2 separate regions of the Mus musculus genome follow, and region 2 is linked to region 1. A link is a contact called in public Hi-C data. All regions are on one chromosome and are shown on one strand. The core of a region is the stretch at or near the end of the contact, and the rest is flanking DNA. Distances in the headings are between cores, read along the strand shown.

Region 1 (6,451 bases), core at 2,313-4,812:
AACCAATTTGATTTATCCATAGTTAATGACTAGTATAGCAAATAATGTCATTCATTCATTTATAAGTATTTCATTGAGATTTTTTGCATCTATGTTCATAAACTACATTGATCTGTAATGTATGTAGTGTCTTCAGCACGAGGACCTTAACATCAGGTTGATAGCCTTGGAAATAGCCTGTAGCTAGCTGGGCAGTGGTGGCACATGCCTTTAATCCCAGCACCTGAGAGGCAGAGGCAGGCTGATTTCTGAGTTCGAGGCCACCAGGTCTACATGGTGAGTTTCAGGACAGCAGGGGCTATACAGAGACACCCTGTCTTAAAAAAAAATAGAAAAGAAAATAGCCTGTGGTATTCGAGGGAGTCTATCAGATCACCTTAGCCAACAGTTCAGTAAGATGAAAACTATTCCTGTCACTGGATTTGTTCCTTCATGGTACAAGTTATCTGTTTGTAGCATAATCCCCCATTGCATAGTGATTACATGTAAACTCTCATATTTACATATTTACAGGGAGCTTGTATAGTTGGATGTTTCTATATGTCTTTTAAGCAGTCATTAGTATTTTCATTCTTCATGTTGCTTCTTGTACTATATTCTATCCCCTTCTGCATTTATACCTCCTATTAAAACGTCCCTTTATCCCTTTAAAACATCATATTCGATTCCCACTTATTTGGAGACTCCCTCCTCCTAACTCTGCTTGCCTGCTAGATACCTAAAATCTCTGGGCATTCAGTATGAAACAAATGTAAAGTTTAAAGACTAGTATCCACTTCTATAGGAAACGGAAAATATGTAATATTTGCATTGGGGAGTTTGGGTTACCTCATCCTCCATGATTCTTTCTAGCTCCATTAATTTACCTGCAAATTTTACTTTTCTTAACAGCTTAATGAAATTTCATTGTTAAATGTGCCACATTTTCATTATCCACTTATCAGTTGATGGATCTCTAGGTCATTTCCAATTTCTGACTGTTATGAACAGAGCAGCAAGGGAAATCGATAAGTATGTAACTCTTCATTAAGATATGGTGTCCTCTGGGTATGCTTTACGTATATGCTTAAGCACAGTATAGCAAATAATGTCATTCATTCATTCATAAGTATTTCATTGAGACTTTTTTGCATCTATGTTCATAAACTACATTGATCTGTAACTTTCTCTTTGGTTTAGACTTTATATAGCTTTGGTAACAGGGCTATACTGGACTTGTAAAAATAATCTTAAAATTTTCCATTTCTATTTAGTGGAGCAATGTAAAAGTGCTAATATTATATCTCTTCTGATAAAGTTTGCTATAATGTGATACCTAATCCAATTGTCTCTGGACATTTTGTTTTATTTATTATTTGGTAATCTTTTAATTTCTGCTTCTGTTTTACCTGGTGTTGTGTAAATTTTTTTTAATTTCATGATGTTTAAATTTTGTTATATTGTATCTATCAAGGAATCTTTCCATTTCTTTTAGATTGCTTAGTTTGGAAAAATACAGTATTTTACAATATCTCCTAAGGAGTCTTTGAATTTCCTAGTCTTCTAATGTTTCCATTTTCTTCTCTATTTTTATTGCTTTGATATTTCTTTGTCTTTTGATCAACTAAGCTAATATTTTGTCAATCATGTTGTCAATCATCGAATCCTTTTTCATTAATTTTGTATTTTTATCCATATAGCTACTATTTAATGCATTTCAGGCCTTTATTTTGCTATTTCTTCCTATGTAGTCTCATTATTTTATAACTTCTTTTGATTTTCTAGAGCTGTCAAACATGTCATTATTATATCAACATGTGGATTCTCCATTTTATTTCTTTTTTAATATATGTAAATGGTTCTATCAGTTTGCCACTCTGGATTGTTTCCATGGTTTGGAAATATTGATTCTTAATTTTCATTCAGCATCTAAAATACTTCAACATCCTTCTTGATGTTTGTCTTGATAAACTTTTCATCTAGTGCTAAGCTGTTCAGTATACATGAGTTTGTATAATTTTTTGTCATTTCTTTCTTTTTTTTTCTTTTTTAGAATATGCTTTAATCCATGGTGTTCAGATAAGATACAAGGTGTTGTTTCAATCTTATTTTGATTCTGAAATTTTGCTTTGTGTCCAGTAACTGGATCAGTGTTGTAGAAAGTTTTATGGCCTTCTGATCCGGAAGCTTATTCTCTAGCATTTGTGTGGAATTCTCTATAGACATGTCTTAGGTTCACTTCATGTATGGCATGATTTAACTTCAGTATTTCTGTTTATTTCTGTCTGGATGTCTGATCTATAGGTAAGATTGAGATACTGAAGCCCCTTGCCATTGCTGTTTTAAGATCAATTTTATTTAAACTATAGTGGTAATTCTTCTATACACTGGGTTGCCCTTGCTTATGATGTACAAATGTTTAAAGTTGTAATATATTCTTAATAAATTATCTTTTGTAATAAGTATGTAGTAGCCTTCTCCTCTGTGGATTAGGGTTTTTTTTTTTCTTTTTTTCCTTTTTGAAACCTGTTTTGTTAGATACTACAATATCTATAAGTTGCTTCTTGATTTCTTTTTCTTCTTTTGTTTTCTTTCTTCCTTCCTTTCTTTTTTTCTTTCTTTTCTCATTCTCTCCTTTCTTTTGACTTAAGGCAACATCATTCCTTGTCAGTGAGTTTTATTCCTAGGATGCAGCAAAACGATGTCTCTGATGCGAATATTCTTTCCTTCCCTTGGAGAAACTAAGCAATGTCTACTCCTGCTCTCAATCTTACAATGGCAGATTAAGGGATAATTCCACCAAAGTTCATGCTGGGGAACCAATGAATTTACTTCACTTCCTTACAGAGCCTAGATGAGGAGTTAGATAGATTTCGGTATTCTTTCCCCGAACCTGCTACACCTAGAAAGTGTTATCAACTAGAGCTTCTCCATTCCCACATAACAGACTCCCTGCTCTCTGTCTACTCTAATCCCTCCCCTAGGCCAGGGGCAGAGTTCCCACATGAAAAGGCAAAGTGGCCATATTCTGACCATCCATATGGGAAGGTCCAATGTAAACATGCCATCTGGGATTATCTTCTGCAGGCAGATTTGATATAGAAGAGCTAATTTCTTCAAGATAGAAGTTGTATGGCTCAGAGGACAGTCACTCGTGACCATCTTTGAATGAGTAGCATTCAGTCTCATGTAATATTAAACATGATGTGGGTGCAGAATTCTTTACATGGGTCGTATAAGTTTTGATCCCAATACAAGTACACATTCCATCAAAGCTTAACAAGAGTTCATAATAAGGTGTTCCTCTCAGGTCCAAAAATAATAAATCAATATATTTTTAAAGGCATTACCTGTCCTTAACTCTTTCTCAGATTATGTACTAATCAACTTTCTGTTACTTTTTGTCCTTCGAGGAACCAGAACAAATAAATTGAATGGCTCTCTTGGTACCCCGGAAAAGCTGAACTTATTACAGCTCTTACAAAGAAGGAAAGAAGTTCTCGAAGCCTTTGTGGGGCAGGTAGCCAAGATCTCACTCCCTCTGCAATGCCAGTTCCAACGGCAGGGGCAACATGGGCCGCAACAATGGTGTGCGACCTTAGAGAACATAAGATGACCGCTGAAAGTCCTTTCCAGGATAGCACCCTGGGGACTTTCCACTAGAAGGTTGTGATGAACACTTCCTTCCCCAAATGACCCAGCAAAACAAGCTTTACAAGGAAGCCCTGACCACAATGCAGGTGCAGATAACGACCAAAAGTGTTTCAGTTCCCTCTTCTGGTGACTAAGACCTCACCTCACCTGGAGCCACAAATGCTGAGAAAGATCAGTTCGGGCCACCACTGGGCTTAAACCAACGGTATGGGGGACTTTTGGGATAGCATTGGAAATGTAATTGAGGAAAATATGTAATAAAAAAAAGTGTGTGCTTATTATCTTCGGGGTCACCTCTTCCCCAATTGTAGGACAGCCCCAGAGCACACTGGATCAATAAACCTCTTGCTTGTTGCATGGATCTCCTTCTCTGTGTTTCTGACAGTGGGACATTCTTGATGAAAGACTCTTCTGGTCTTAAAATGGCAGCGACAGGGGCAGCTAAACAGTGAGCATAGCCTGTCAGGCAGGTCCAAGATCCAGTGATAAATGCGTTGGACAAAAGAGAACTCTTCCCATGTGTTACAGCTCAGTAAAAGAGTCACTCTCAGAGGATTTTTTTGTGAAATATCTTGTATACTGTATACTTTATTCCACGTGGACAAGAATTTTAAAAACATCGAGGAGTGGGTGGTGGCGGTGATGGTCTTGGTGCAGGGATCGATGTTTCTTAGTGGCACAATTTGAGATGTTTGTAGTGCTCTATTTGCATGGAAAAGGATGCCAGATGTTTTTGGTACCTGACTGATTGTCAAGGTCCTCTCAGCAGGGTGTCATGGCTACCCCTTGGAAAGCATGCATCCAAGGAGTGTTTCCTCTCCCTGTATTCTCATTTCTGAGATTCACAGGGGTCTGAGCTCACTCAGTCTGATCAGTTCTTCTGTCTGGTGGCATGGTCCACTTGCCCCACATTTTCTGTGAAAAATATTCATAAAATTACTATAATGGAAAGAAGATTTGTTTGGGAACACTGTTGGGGTCCAGATGTTTTAGTCAGGGTCACTTCTATCTGGAACAATATGAAATAGATCATGACCTTAGATAGATCTTAGGAAGAAACAGAGTCTCTGCTCTCATGGCCCCGGGAACAGATGCATTGAAAAAGATGCTTACAGTCAGCTATTAGATGGAACTCAGGGACCCCAATGGAGGAGCTAGAGAAAGTACCCAAGGAGCTGAAGGGGTCTGCAACCCTATAAGTGGAACAACAATATGAACTAACCAGTATCCCTGGAGCTCATGTCTCCAGCTGCATATGTATCAGAAGATGGCCTAGTCAGCCATCATTGGAAAGAGTGGCCCATTGGACACACAAACTTTATATGCCCCAGTACAGGGGAACGCCAGGGCCAAAAAGGGGGAGTGGGTAGGTAGGGGAGCAGGGTGGGGGAGGGGAGAGGGAACTTTCATTATAAGCATTTGAAATGTAAATAAAGAAAATATCTAATAAAAAAGAATGAAAAGAAACAAAAAAGAAAAATCCAGTATAACAGTATATAATGTATCTTTTTAAATTACATGGTACAATTTTTTAAATATTATTGGATACTTTATTTACATTAAAAATGTCCCCTGCCCCTACCCCCTATCCCTACCCTTGCTCACCAACGCACCCACTCCCACTTCCTGGCCCTGGCATTTCCCCACACTGGGGCATAGAACCTTCATAGGACAAAAGACCTCTTCTCCCATTGATGTCCAACCATACCATCCTCTGCTACATATGCAGCTGGAGCCATGAGTTCCACCATGTGTGCTCTTTGATTGGTAATTTAGTCCCTGGGAGCTCTCGGGGTACTGGTTAGTTCATATTGTTATTCCTCCTATGGGGCTGCAAACCCCTTCAGCTCCTTGGGTCCTTTCTCTAGCTCCTTTATTGGGAACCCTGTGCTCTGTCCAGTGGATGTCTGTGAGCACCCACCTCTGTATTTGTTTATATACTTCATATAAATTTGTATAATTCAATATAAATTTAGTTTTAGATCTAAAAAGAAAAAGAAAAAAAGGCTATGACAACAATAGTTAAGGATTGCTTAAAGACATTTTAAAATTTAAACTTAAACAGATGTATTTGTTTGTTTTACTTTATTATCTAAATTATAAGTCTGTTTTATAGTAAAACTATATTTCTTTTAATTTTAATATGGCAAGAAAAATATATATTCATTCCAATTTAGATAGATAGATAGATAGATAGATAGATAGATAGATAGATAGATAGATAGATAGATGGATAGATAGATAGCAGACCTTGGATAATGACTGAGGTCTAGGTCCAGAAGAAATAGGAAAAAACAGGTTAAAGCACTAGTGTTAATAATAGGCACACTCAAAAATATGAGAAAGATAAATGTCAGAATTGGTTAAAAAGAAATTGGCCTTATATTTTGCCTTTAAATCATCCCAAAACCATAGTGTAACATGATCAAGCTTAAATCTCCAACCTTACAGCCAATATCAAATTAAAAGGAGACATACTTGAAGCAAGCCCACTAAAACCGGGGACAAGACAAGGATGCCCATTTTCCCCATATCTACTAAACATAGTACTTGAAGTGCTAGCACAAACAATAAGAAAACAAAAAGACATCAAGGGAATACAAATTGGCAAAGAAGAAATAAAGTTATCACTGTTTGCAGATATATAGTAGTATATATAAGTGACCCCAAAATTTGTACCAGATAACTTCTCCAGCTGATAAACAACTTCAGCAAAGTGGCTGGATATGAGATTAACTCAAATAAATCAGGAGCCTTCCTCTACACAAAAGATAAATAGGCTGAGAAAGAAATTAGAGAAACAACAGCCTTCACAATA
Region 2 (6,451 bases), core at 1,143-3,642, 460 kb before region 1:
AATATAGTTTTCATAATAATTGGCAAGTTTTTACATACTTATTAAATGACATCCTAGAAATTAACATAAAATTGGATATTTAATGAAGAATACTTTTTTCACAGAACTTTAATGGAGAGAATTAAAATCCAAATATGATTATTAATGTTTTTTTTTACTGGAAATATTTATTTCAATAAGTAGAAAGCAGGTTGAATATACATTGATGTTTTTGTGTAAGACATTCATATCACAGTGTGTACCGACTGTGTCCATTTGTCATTTACAAACCTTTATTAGAGTTGATGGTCTCACAACTAGAAATGTATATACAAGCCATCATTTGCAATGACTTTCTGCAACTTACCATTGAAGCTTCAGCAAAGAATACCAAGATAGAGAAATAAGAAATGTGTGGTTCAATTTCCATGAGACACTGCCAAGTATTGTGAGTAACTCAGTATTGTATTAAGAGTGGAAAATCAAAACACAAAATATTTATAATTTATTAGGTGTTGTGAGAAATAAAGAATATAATCAACCTTATTGTAAAAAAATCAATGTATATAATAGATAACTGATTATAGATTAAAATCTGAATACTTAAGGAAATATGTGTAATTTATAGAAATTTAATTTAAGAAGACAGACCGTGTGTATAAAATATGGTTAATATATCTAATACTATATGTGCAGTGGCAATAATTAATATGTTAGTAATGAAATTATAGATAGAATTTTCCCACATTAAAAATTTATTATACAACAAATTTATTTTAGTATGGACATAACATTAAACTTTTCATATTTAGAAAATTTAGATTTTTATAAAGTGCTTCTTAAATAGAAGCAAGATACATGTAGGAACATAAAAAGTTTATAAAAGCTTAAATGCCAAATATTATGGACGAATTGATTAGCATTGGAAGGAATATAGGTGATAGAAATGATTTTAGAACATAGTGAGTTTGTTTCTGTATGTCTTCCCACATACAGAAGGGTATTTATATGATTTTATTTCAATGATGAGGGTATTTATATCCTCATCATTAAAAAATAAAAAAAGTTCACACAAGCATATCAAGAACAACTTTCAAAATAAAGCTGAATTCAGATTTTTATGTCTCTAGAATTAATGTATACTCAGAACATGATGCAGAATATTCTAAATTTCAAGCATAGATGAAATAGTATAAGGTTTTAATAAATGAGTCAGCAATATGTTTAGAGTACACTGTCTTTCCACACACATCAGTCAGAGAAGCCTAGTAATTTAATGACCATTAGCTATTCCTGCATGTGATAAAGAGACTTGGGACATTTTTATAAACAGTGTTTCTTCATTGCATGCCACATAATTGAGTTGGAGGAAAAACATTACCACTTGAAATGTGTCACAAGGAGGCAGGCGCTTTATGTTGCTATTGTGCTTCTGCAGAATCATCTTGAGAATTTCCCAGTAACAAATGTGGTGACTTTACTCAAGAAAACATTGAACTCCTGTATAAGGGCAATGGACAAGTGTCATCATTTTAGGTCAGAATGTGTTTAAGAGAATAAAGTCATGTCAAATTGCTGAAAGAAAAGATTTGGCAATCTTGAAGGCAAACTATTGTGGTATCAGCTTATCTAAAGAAGTATAAATATTAGTCACAGAAGAATATATATTAAAACATGCCTACATGTGTATACTTATCTGCAAAATATTTTGGAATATTTTGATTTTGTACTTTTACTTAACAGCATTTAAATCTAATAATTTGTATCTTACTAAGGCACCATTTTATTGGGCTGGTTTACAGGTTCAGAGGTCCTCCATTATCATCAAGGAAATCAGTTGGGCAAACGCCAATCTTTGCATATCCATGTCTGATGTCAAAGCAGTCTTCAGATATCCCAAACCTTTTTCATCTTTGCTGACTGCAACAATCTTCTTTCTCCTGGGCTGGTCCCAACTCCCTATTCACAGCTTTCCTCAAGAGAATTCCCATGATTCTGACATCTCAAACATCTTAGGGTCTCCTAGGAAACTTAACTTTTACAGCTTCTTATTTCAATGTCTGAGATCCACACATGATCCTCTGGGATCCTCCAAAGGGCTGTTGTCACTTCTCCAGCTCTGCCCTCTGTAGAACTCTAGGCTCTGGTTGGATTCACTCCGCTGTTGCTTCTGTTCCAGGTGTTCATTCCATCTCCAATATGCTGCAGTCTTCAACTGCAACTAGGTTTCAACAATTGCCTCTCATAGGCTCTCTTCATGGTGTCAATCATCAGCTCCTTTGTATGATCCCTTCAGTTCTGAGTTCAACTACAACTGAGGCTACACCTTTACCAATGACCTTTCACAGTGCCAAGCCTCTCACAGTTTTTCAGCTTCTCTTCATTACCCTTTCATGACTTCAAAACCAGAACCACCTGGGTGATTCTTACACATCACTGAGTACATATGCAGGATGAGGTACAATCTTGGTTAGCTCTGGAACACAGTTTATTTGTGCTCTCAGAAAACATTTCCCAGAAGTTTTCACCTCAGTGATTTTGTTCTCTTCTTTTTTTATTAGTCTCTTCTTAATCACCACTGATTTCTTAGCCCTAGAAAACCAGTATCAATTGTCCCAATAGTCCCATGTATTTTTCACCCCCAAACTAGAGGCACATGGCCAAAGCTGCTGAGTTCTGCTGCGTGCAGTAGCTGGGAAATGCCCTCCCCACTTGTTCTATTACATTATCTCCAGCTTTCTTTTTTTTCCACTCCTTAAAGGCCTAAGCTTATCTGTCCTGGATCTTGCTCTTTAGATTGACCTGGAATTAAGAGATCTGCATGCCTGTCTCCTGGGATTAAATGTGTGCACCACCATGCCTGGATCTAAATTTAGCTGGGTAAGATCTTGCCCCAAAGTCTCACTCTTTTAATCTTCTATCTTCTAGAACACAGGATTTTGCTCCATTCCAATTCCTGGTGCCACTTTAATAATCTAATCATATATTTCATAGTTTTTTCTTTCTAAGCCTGCTAAGATTTTTTCAAAATGCTCTTCATGAGACTTAAACAGAGAACAAATTCTCTGCTAGGCTCTTTTGAGAATTCCTTTGTCAATTCAATTGATATAAATCTCTTCCCCCTAGCCTCAGGTAGACTCTTCCAACAAGGGCAAAAAGCAGCCATATTCTTCACCAAAGTACCACAAAATCAATCTCTATGCCATATACTGAAATTCTTCTTCTTAGAAACAGCTTGGGACAGGTCTGCACCATTCAGATTATTCTAAGCAACAAAATCTTCTATATTTCTACTAAGATGTCCCATTAAGCTTTATTTGAAACATTCTATCACTTTCCAAATCCAAAGTTCCAAATCCACATTCTTCCAAAAATGGCATGGTCAGGCCTATCATAGCCATACCCCAGATTCTGGCACCAACTTCTGTCTTATTTAGGGTTTTCTGCTTTGAAAAACACCATGACTAAGGCAAATTTTATAAAGAACAACATTTAATTTGCTAGGCTTACAAGTTCAGAGGTTCAGTCTGTTATCATCAAGGTAGGTGCAGGGCATCATCTAGGCAAGTGTGATGCATGTAGACTTGAGATCTCTATATCTTCATCTGAAGGCTTCTAGTGGAAGATTGACTCTCAGACAGCTAGCACTAGGGTATTAAAGTCTTTGCTCATAGTGACACACTTACTCCAAAAAGGTTACTAGTGCCTCTCCTGGGCCAAGCATATATAAACCATCACAGATACCATAAGTAAATATGTTCAAATTATATTAGCACTGACTGATCTGACATTTTCATCTCTACTGATAGGTGTCACAGTAATATAGGTAGCTCTTCATGCTACCAGAGGAGAAAAATAATGATGAATCTTCCCCAACTGTGAAAATCACAAATTATAGTAACAACTGGCTTGGCAAACCAAGTCTATTGGTGCAGTCGTGACAAGAAAAGCCACCCCTTTCTGATTGCATTTCAGGTCTACTCCACAAGATGAATCCCACACTTGGAACCTTGAATGAGCCAAGAATCTGAGGAAATACTAATCATAGGTAAGAACATAGTGCTAAGGGGGTATAGTATTACACAAACTCTTAATGATTTATTGTCATGATTATTTAACACTGTGATTTATTGTTATAACTATTAATTGATGCATCAGCTTTCATCAGAGAGGTTTCTATTTGGAGGAAATGGTTATTCACACAGGGAACTTCAAATTCGAGTTATGTCGTATAATGAATGACAGGAAGGGGATGTGGCAGAGGGTAGGAATTGGGAGGGGTAGTGGGAGGGGAAATTATAATCAGGATATGTTGTATAAGGAAAAAAATCTATTTTCAATAAAAGGAAAAGATGAAAATGGGAAGGTTGGTGTAGAGAGAGATGCCCAGGGATTGTTTCAAAAGAAGCGTCAGAAACAGTGTAAGAACCAGAGATCGTTGATGAATACAAGCAAAACATTTTCTGTGCTTGGGCGGTTAGCTACACTTAGGAAATAGCAGTGGTAGTGATTGCATGCACAAGAAAACAAACACCTACCTATGGGGCTTTTAGAAGATGAAAGTTGCTAGGAGAGGGTCTTTCAGCTATATCTATTTGTAGATCCTAGTTTATTGACCATATTCCAGCAAAATGTCCAGGTCCAAAAGGACAGCACAAATTGGAGTTGATTTAAAATAGAGAATAAAAATGTGGGTGAAAAAAATAAGAATTTGGAATGAATTTGGGAGGAGTGAATATTGTCAAACATGGCTAAGATCTTAAAGAACTAATAAAATACATAAAAATAAAGCAAAAACCACAAACATAAATCAATTAAGAAATCGAATAATGCATGCTAAGTTCATTTGGTAACCGTAGAGAACCACAGTGAGAAAGGTATCTTTAAGGTTTGCTTTCTTCTTCTCCTATATTGGTATTTATAGTTCTGTTTCACAGTTTATTTGAGCAAGCAACCTATAATAATTTATATGGATTTCATTTGGAAAACATAAAAATAAAAGTTGTGAGTGAAGTCATTATTCAATGTGTCTTAGAAAAAGAGCTCTCTAGCCTATCAACTTGTGTGTAGTCCTTAAAACTCCTCAGAAAGTGTCATGGTATGTATAATTTAAAGTCACATCTCCTTTTCATATATTGTACCTCTTTAAGTTGTAAGAAGGCTTTTATACAGTTTTTTTAATTGAAAAATTTAAAAACTAAAAAATTTAGGCCTTGAGTTCACCAATTGGGCCTTTACAGGCTGGTTGAGGCATGCTTTAATATTTGCCATCATTTTACTATGTTAAAATCTACTAAGCATTTAGCATACAACATACATATTCATATGTCCATAGAGTGGCTGAGGTATTTGATACCTAGTTAGCATTTTGTTGAATTTCTGTGTTAACATTTCTGAAATATACTTTTATTAATTAACAGTTTAAATCCATATTTTGATACAGTGGTCACTATTAAGTGGGTCATTTCAGCAGTAATAGCCCTAAGAGCAATACTTCAATTTCAGCAATTTCTATGTTAATAATTAAAGTGTGCATGTACCACAACCTATTTGTCATGGTAACTAGACAGCATAAGACATTAACATGATTCTGCTCTTGATGAAATACTACGCTCAATTCCATTTCTAGCTGGAAAGCATTCCACTTCTTTTAATCTGGTCTAATTAGAGGAAAATGGTTATTTACCTGTCATGTAAAAATAATAATTTCATATCTTAACAGTAATCTGGGGAGGTATGATTGCTAAATTTGTGAGTCAACTCTGTGGGAAATATTGCAGATAATTTATTATAGTTGTTTAATTAGTTCTGCAATTCTAACGTCGTTGGCATCATTAAGGGCTGAGCACATTGCTCTGTGCATATTCATCTTCAAGAACTCTGAAATGGGATAGCAGAACAATTCCTCCCTCTTATTATTTGCATACAGTCTATTTAGTTGCATAAAGCCATGGAACACAAACTGGAACCGGAGGTTATAGTAGAGTGGTGCTGAGATTGTTGCACTGCCCTGCTTAGTCTAAACAGGTATGTGAAGTCCTTGCCTGACTAGCACATAAACTATTGTTGTCTGGCTTTCATATATGGTACTGTGATTTTGTCTCTAATAAGAAAAGGGATTTTTTAAAATGCTAACTTCAAAACTACAGTTAATATGGAGTAGATATTACACATAATATATATGGAAGTTTCACTGAAAATTAAGTACAATATTTGAGCACTTGGTTCCCTTTTGGGGTACTGTTTGTGGTTTATGGGGTCTTTAGAAGATGGACCCTGGCTGTAGGACACATGGCATTTGTCTCACAGGCTATCCCCTATGTGACACTTCAGTTCTGCTTCCTGTTTGAATTGGAATATGTGATTATTCATCTTTGCACTTCAACACTTGCTCCTGTTGTTCCACAGTGTTATGAACTATCCCTCTCGAATGGAATGGTAATACAAAATCTTCCGTCCCTTAGGCCTTTGA

What was found. A called contact is a pair of places that touch in the nucleus more often than the background predicts.
Region 2: a contact with region 1 is called in a Hi-C map of pro-B cells, with 4 times the contacts expected there. The contact joins two enhancer-like sites. A contact is called at or near these places in 2 of 15 datasets of contacts at CTCF or cohesin (large pre-B cells and pro-B cells), 1 of 484 Hi-C or Micro-C datasets (pro-B cells) and 1 of 115 datasets of contacts at active chromatin or transcription factors (large pre-B cells).

What each region holds. Positions count from the first base shown.
Region 1 is chr14:94,539,407-94,545,857 of GRCm38.p6, reverse strand. No RefSeq gene overlaps it. Among named protein-coding and RNA genes, the nearest start is that of Gm23324, 94 kb to the right of the region's middle. Within about 2 kb of position 3,562, at least 14 of the 459 cell types and tissues checked have an H3K27ac peak or open chromatin away from gene starts, as enhancers often do. A contact at or near this core is called in pro-B cells, where this site is marked.
Region 2 is chr14:95,000,737-95,007,187 of GRCm38.p6, reverse strand. No RefSeq gene overlaps it. Among named protein-coding and RNA genes, the nearest start is that of Gm24680, 74 kb to the right of the region's middle. Within about 2 kb of position 2,392, at least 5 of the 459 cell types and tissues checked have an H3K27ac peak or open chromatin away from gene starts, as enhancers often do. A contact at or near this core is called in pro-B cells, where this site is marked.